Regions from separate parts of the Danio rerio genome. Here region 1 is linked to region 2. The links are chromatin contacts, called in public Hi-C maps. All regions are on one chromosome and are shown on one strand. The core of a region is the stretch at or near the end of the contact, and the rest is flanking DNA. Distances in the headings are between cores, read along the strand shown. Region 1 overlaps LOC141378646. Region 2 overlaps spsb4a (splA/ryanodine receptor domain and SOCS box containing 4a).

Region 1 (2,901 bases), core at 289-2,788, 63 kb before region 2:
ATATATATATATATATATATATATATATATATATATATATATATATATATATATATATATATATATATTTTTTTTTTTTTTTTTAACTGTCTATCTAATCTAACTAATGTTGAAGTTGTTTCAAACTATTGTGATTAGATTATATGTTTTTTGCAGTTTATTTGTACATTAGTAGCACAATATGATATTCTACAAAGACAAAATTGTCATCTAGGAATGCACAATATATTGGGTGCCATATTGTTTTGCCATATGTGTATACACGTGTAAGTACTACTGTGGGTGTGTGTAAATATATGCAAATATGTGTACATGTATGCATTTATCTGACTATATATTTGTTGTTTATTTTGCTCTATTGGTTTATACATTTGTTTTTTGTTTTTTTTCGTATTTGTCTATCCATTTTTTTATATATTACCCTGATATTGATGTTTTTTTAATACTTGTTTGTTTGTGAAGCACTTTAAGTTGCATGTATCTAGGAAAAGTGCAATGCAAATAATAATAATAATAATAATAATAATAATAATAATAATAATAATAATAATAATAATTATTATTATTATTATTATTATTATTATTATTATTATTATTATTATTATTATTATTATTATTATTATTATTACTACTACTACTACTACTACTAAATTAGTTTCAAATATTAGTATCATGATTGTTATTTAGATGTCTAGTTTAATTTTTCATTAATATACGTTAAGAGCTCAGCCGTGGCTCCAGTGCTCATTTTTAACTCTGCTAGACTGCATACAGTACCGGTTACTTTTAATCTACCTCTTTACATCTGTTCCTTTCTTTCTTCCTTTTCTTTCATTCCCTGTAGCCTACATTGACACTTATCCAAGTACTTATTAGCGAACATTCCTCTCTTTATCTCATTCTTTCATTTCATAAGGTTTCATACACATGCACCCATTTCCTTTCAGTCTTTTTCCTTCACGCTTTCTTTTTCCCCCTTTCATCCTTTCTTCCCTTTGGGAGTAATAAAACGGAATTACATGGACATATTCAAGAAAAGAGACTGACAGATGGGCTAAAGTCTTTGACTCTCTCTCTCTCTCTCTCTCTCTCATAGAGTAAAGCACAAAACACATAAAGGGTCTCTGAATTACACACTGGTTGAAAATGATACTCTGGCTCTTCTTTCCTTCCGGCGGTTCTAAATATGTCTGAGGCGTAACGGCAGGACAGGACGGGTGAGAGGATGGCTGCTCTTTGTGATGAAAACAAAGCGCTCACTTGCCTGCTCTGCACTTTACAAATCTTATGTTACGCCTTTGTTGTACATGTGTCATACATAGGTGCTTATGTAGTGCCGTACAATGCAGAGCACACTCTCTTTATGAAGCATTCAACCTTGCCGTCTGAAAGGGTTGGGTATTTTTCATTTGCTTCACTGTGGTTTTAGCTTTCTGTGCTTTTTCGGGCTCTGTTTTCACTCATCAGGCAGGCATAGTCTGAGCTGCTGCTGTCAGACTCAGTGGGGGACGCACACTCAGCAAGTGTCCACAACACTACACAGCCCTCAGCGCACACACACATTTGCACTCCAATCCCACCCATCCAGTCTCACAAACAGCGCCATTCAGCACTCTGCCGCCTCACCTCCTGGGAGTTCAATGCTGACATACAGTGTGGTTTCTGGCTCTCGACATGTGCCAGGCTCTAAACAGACCATGCCTGACAGAACCCAAAACCCGTCCACATTTCATTGACTTACCTGAACTATATTTGAATCAGTGTGACAGGGCCCTTAAAGAAGGTTCCGTGTGTCATGTTGAAAAATAGATGTGATTTTTTTCAGTTGTTTATTAGTGCTGCGTGATTAGTGTATAGATGTAGAAAATAGATTAGATTAGTGTAAATCGAGATTAAAGGTTTTAGCAAAAGCTGTGATTCTCATGCACATCTTTATGGGAGAGCACGGCTCTGTGATCAGCAGTAAATCTCTGAAGGCCAGAGGTATGCTGGCAGAGAGAGCTTAACAAATCAAATCAATTGCCACATCATCAGCAGCACATGTGCTATCTTCTTGTTAAGTGGTGACGTGTTTGTGACGTATGTATACTGTTTCCAGGTCCAAGCCGCCATTCATTTGAGTGGAGAAATCATTCGTTTATGATTGCGTTTTATTCCTATCACACATTAAAGTTAATTTTACATAAAGTCATAGTGTACACAACAATCTCTGGGCTTGCTGCATAACAAATACCAAAATTTTAACAATTTATAAAACAATGAATCATTTTCTGGCCATCGGATATTAGGCATGGACATATATATTGCGATCGTGACTTTCGAAAGTATTAAATCGCTTTGTAAACGTTTATTATTACCATTTCATGAATCTCCCCATTCAGTTGAATAGAGCGCTTGGACCCGGAAGCCGCTCCGCGTGATGTCACATTTAACAAGCGGATGATGAGTAAAAAGTTTAGGTGCTGGCTCTAGACAGTACAAAATACAAACAGTGCAAATACAACGACAGTGCAAAATGCAGACAGTACAAATAAAATGACAGTGCAAAATACAGACAGTGCAAAATACAACAGGATACTCTTAAAAAAAAAAGGACAATGTAAAATTGACAGCGATATGTACAATAAATAGGTGTCTACAAAGTTGTAGGCAGTGTTGTTTCAAGTATGAAGCTGTAAAAGTACAGTGCATGCTACATATTGATGGTGTGCATGGTGATGGTGAGGGGTATGTAAGAGTCTGTGTGAGGTGTGTTAAGTGTTCATCAGCCTAATAGTCTGAGGGAAGAAGCTTTCCTTCAGTCGGCTGGTGCGTGACCTGATGCTGCGGAACTGCTGTCTCTGTAGGCCGTCTCATCATTATTGGTGATACCACCGTTGTGTCATCAGCAAATTTAACGAT
Region 2 (2,928 bases), core at 270-2,769:
AAAAAAGTTTGCTATTTGGGCTTATTGAAACCTAATTAGAGTAAAAAACCTAAGTATCATCTTTTAATATGATGTACTTTTAGGTAAAAAAAACAAAACAATGTCCATATATGTGGACTCGTGGTCCAAATTTACATAAAACACTTTTCCCTGACTGTTTCGTTATGCATATTAAACATAGAAAAATTTTTTGAACATGTTTTGACCATCGGAGAGTAAAAACTATTTTTGGACAGTTAAAAATAGGGTTTGGGACATTTCATATATGCTGCAAAACAGTTGCAGGATAAGACGGTATGTCTGTAACAAAATATAAAACATTCAAAGTATTTTAAATAGCCACTTAAGAGCTAAAACGTGCTGTCCACGTATGTGGCCACTACGCCCTAGGAACTTAAGAAAACAAATCATTTAAATGTAAGGATTGCTTTAAAATACAAATGTAGAACAGTAGATTGAGTGATGAATAAATAAAAAATAAATGAATAAAAATACAGTGGGTGCATATTAGGATTGTTGGGGACCCATGCCTGTAATTGCTTAGGGCCCCAAAATAACTAAATCCACCCCTGCTTACGTGCATTTTTAATTTTTTTTGTGATAAATTTACATAATTACATCATTTTCCCTTTTTTGCAATTTTTTGCTAATCGCAACATTTCAAATCATGATTTAGATTCAATTTTGATTAATCGCACCACCCTTGTCTGTCTGTCTATTTATTATTAGTTCCTCCATCTTCACTATAAGCAGAGAATAATCAAGCTGTTTTCGGGGGAAATTCAATACACAAGCTATAATACATTGTTTCATATAAACATAAAAATAGAAATGTGTCATAATAGTAAGCTTGACGTTGACATTTTGGAAGCGCGCCGTGTCAGATTTATACATTTCCAGCCTCAAAATGGTCCTTAATGGATTGAATTGATCCGTGAAAAAGCTTTTTGTATGTAGGTATTTTTCTCAGCCGTTTCTTTTTTCCTGCCTGTTTTACAAGCCTTCATGTAATTACCTAATGTGTGAACAGTGTTTAAAACTCTGTCTACAACTCCCAGACAAACAGCGTAATTATGTTTGCGTCGGTGTTTATTACTGTTATTAGTGACTACAGCGGTTCGAGTGAGGAAATGTTAGCTAAACTGATGTGTGTGATCCAAACACAACCTGAATGAAACGCATTAGTGTGGCTCGGCACGACGGCAAGTCTGTGAAAGCCTTTGTGCCCTGCCGCGGGAGCCTCTCCAACGCTGAAATATGATACGGAAAACCTAACACCTCGACTCCTAGCACATGTTATGATAGCTGTGAGTGGCATGTTAGGGCAGCAGTCGCTCTCTTTCCTGCTCATTCATTCTCTCTCTCTCTCTCTCTCTCTCTCTCTCATTCACATTCTATCCCACTTCTTTCATGACCTCATTTATTTTTCCTTTAATATTGGTAACACTTACCCAGGATTCCGACATCTGACTGTCTGGCCGTCTGACCACCCTCCTTCCTGATGTCTGAGTTGAGCTCCCTCTTTTCCTGTCTGTCTTTCTCTTTGACCTTAGTGTGTTGAGTCTGACAGAGGTGTGTTTGTGTGCGTGTACAGTACAGTATGTTTGACCTTTTTTTTTTTCTTTGTGGCGGTGACCTACCAGCTTGGGTTGTCTGACAAAGAGAGAATATGTAGTCTGGCACTGCTGGAGAGCAGCTAAAAGTAGCAACATGGACTCCGCTACATATTTTAATAGTGTGCTGTAGCTGAGCTCTTTTTTTAGCTTGTCCAGTAATGAGCTGTATTCTAAAATAGTAGTAGTCTAACATGACACAGGCTAACAAGATAAATTAATCAAACACAATCTTCAAACTCAAAAATGTTGTTCAGAATTTAATCATGTTAACTGAAAACGTTTATTTTAATCTATGCTGCATTTTGTTCTGTACTGAAATGTAGATGTATACCTGATTAGTACCACATGTTAGTGATGACTGCTTTTAAAGAACTGCTTCATGACAACCATTTAAGGATGAATCAGTGATTTTAGAGCTTGTACCAAATTAGCAAGGTCACATGATTTCAGTAAACGGAGCGCACATTACATCATAAGTGAAATATTAAAAATAAATAAATTCAATGGCTCTCCACTAGGGGGCGATCTCTTTAATAATATACAATTAACATGAATCACGTGGCCTTCAGATTGTCCACAGTGGTGAATCTCTACTTTTGGTTCAGTTGTTTCGAAGCTTTGAAAAACTTTGGCTGGTTCTTAATTCCAAGAATGCAAGAGAGAGCGATCTAGCCAAGTTACCTAAGAAAGAACGAACTCAGTAGACCATGAGAACAGAGAATGCGTGCTGGGTAATAAGATGCTGCGTTTTTCCATGGTTCTTCCTGATGATCACATGACTTTTACGCATTTTAATGGAAAATGATTTAAACATTAAAGCAGTCATACAACAATTTATTGTTTTTCCCCCTTTTCACAATATATTCTATCCATAAAAGCCATTGAATTTGAGTAAATGAACACCCTTAATGTGTTTATGCCTTTATAAAAATTTTAATTTTAGTGTTTATGCAATGACTTCTGGGACTTCTCGAGGGACTTTTGCGCTCGAGTCTGCATAGCTGCACATCCGATTGCTACTGTACATAACTATTTTGGGTTTTTAAAAGTTTCAGACTAAAACTTTTTGACATCCTGTGAGTAACACTACACATACTGCTGAGGAAGTGTATAGTTTGGAAGGAACTGATACGTCACAAATAGCATACCTGCTGTAGACACAATGACATAGTTTATGTAAACATACCCCAACTGTCTTTTTTCTAGTGCTTCTCCTTGGGATGAGACTCTCTTATTCCGGGAAAAGATGTTGCGTCACTTACTGTTGCAGGAAGTTACTGCTAATGTTTCATTCATCAGACTCTCATCTCCA

Evidence for each region. A called contact is a pair of places that touch in the nucleus more often than the background predicts.
Region 1: a contact with region 2 is called in a Hi-C map of embryo, with 3 times the contacts expected there. The contact joins two enhancer-like sites. A contact is called at or near these places in 2 of 18 Hi-C or Micro-C datasets (embryo and gastrula embryo).

What each region holds. Positions count from the first base shown.
Region 1 is chr2:42,742,763-42,745,663 of GRCz12tu, reverse strand. The region is part of intron 1 of LOC141378646; the gene reads left to right. It also overlaps a transcript of spsb4a not described here. Among named protein-coding and RNA genes, the nearest start is that of spsb4a, 41 kb to the right of the region's middle. Within about 2 kb of position 1,538, at least 32 of the 62 cell types and tissues checked have an H3K27ac peak or open chromatin away from gene starts, as enhancers often do.
Region 2 is chr2:42,679,577-42,682,504 of GRCz12tu, reverse strand. All of the region lies in intron 1 of spsb4a (splA/ryanodine receptor domain and SOCS box containing 4a), which reads left to right. The region is part of intron 1 of LOC141378646; the gene reads left to right. Among named protein-coding and RNA genes, the nearest start is that of spsb4a, 22 kb to the left of the region's middle. Within about 2 kb of position 1,519, at least 28 of the 62 cell types and tissues checked have an H3K27ac peak or open chromatin away from gene starts, as enhancers often do.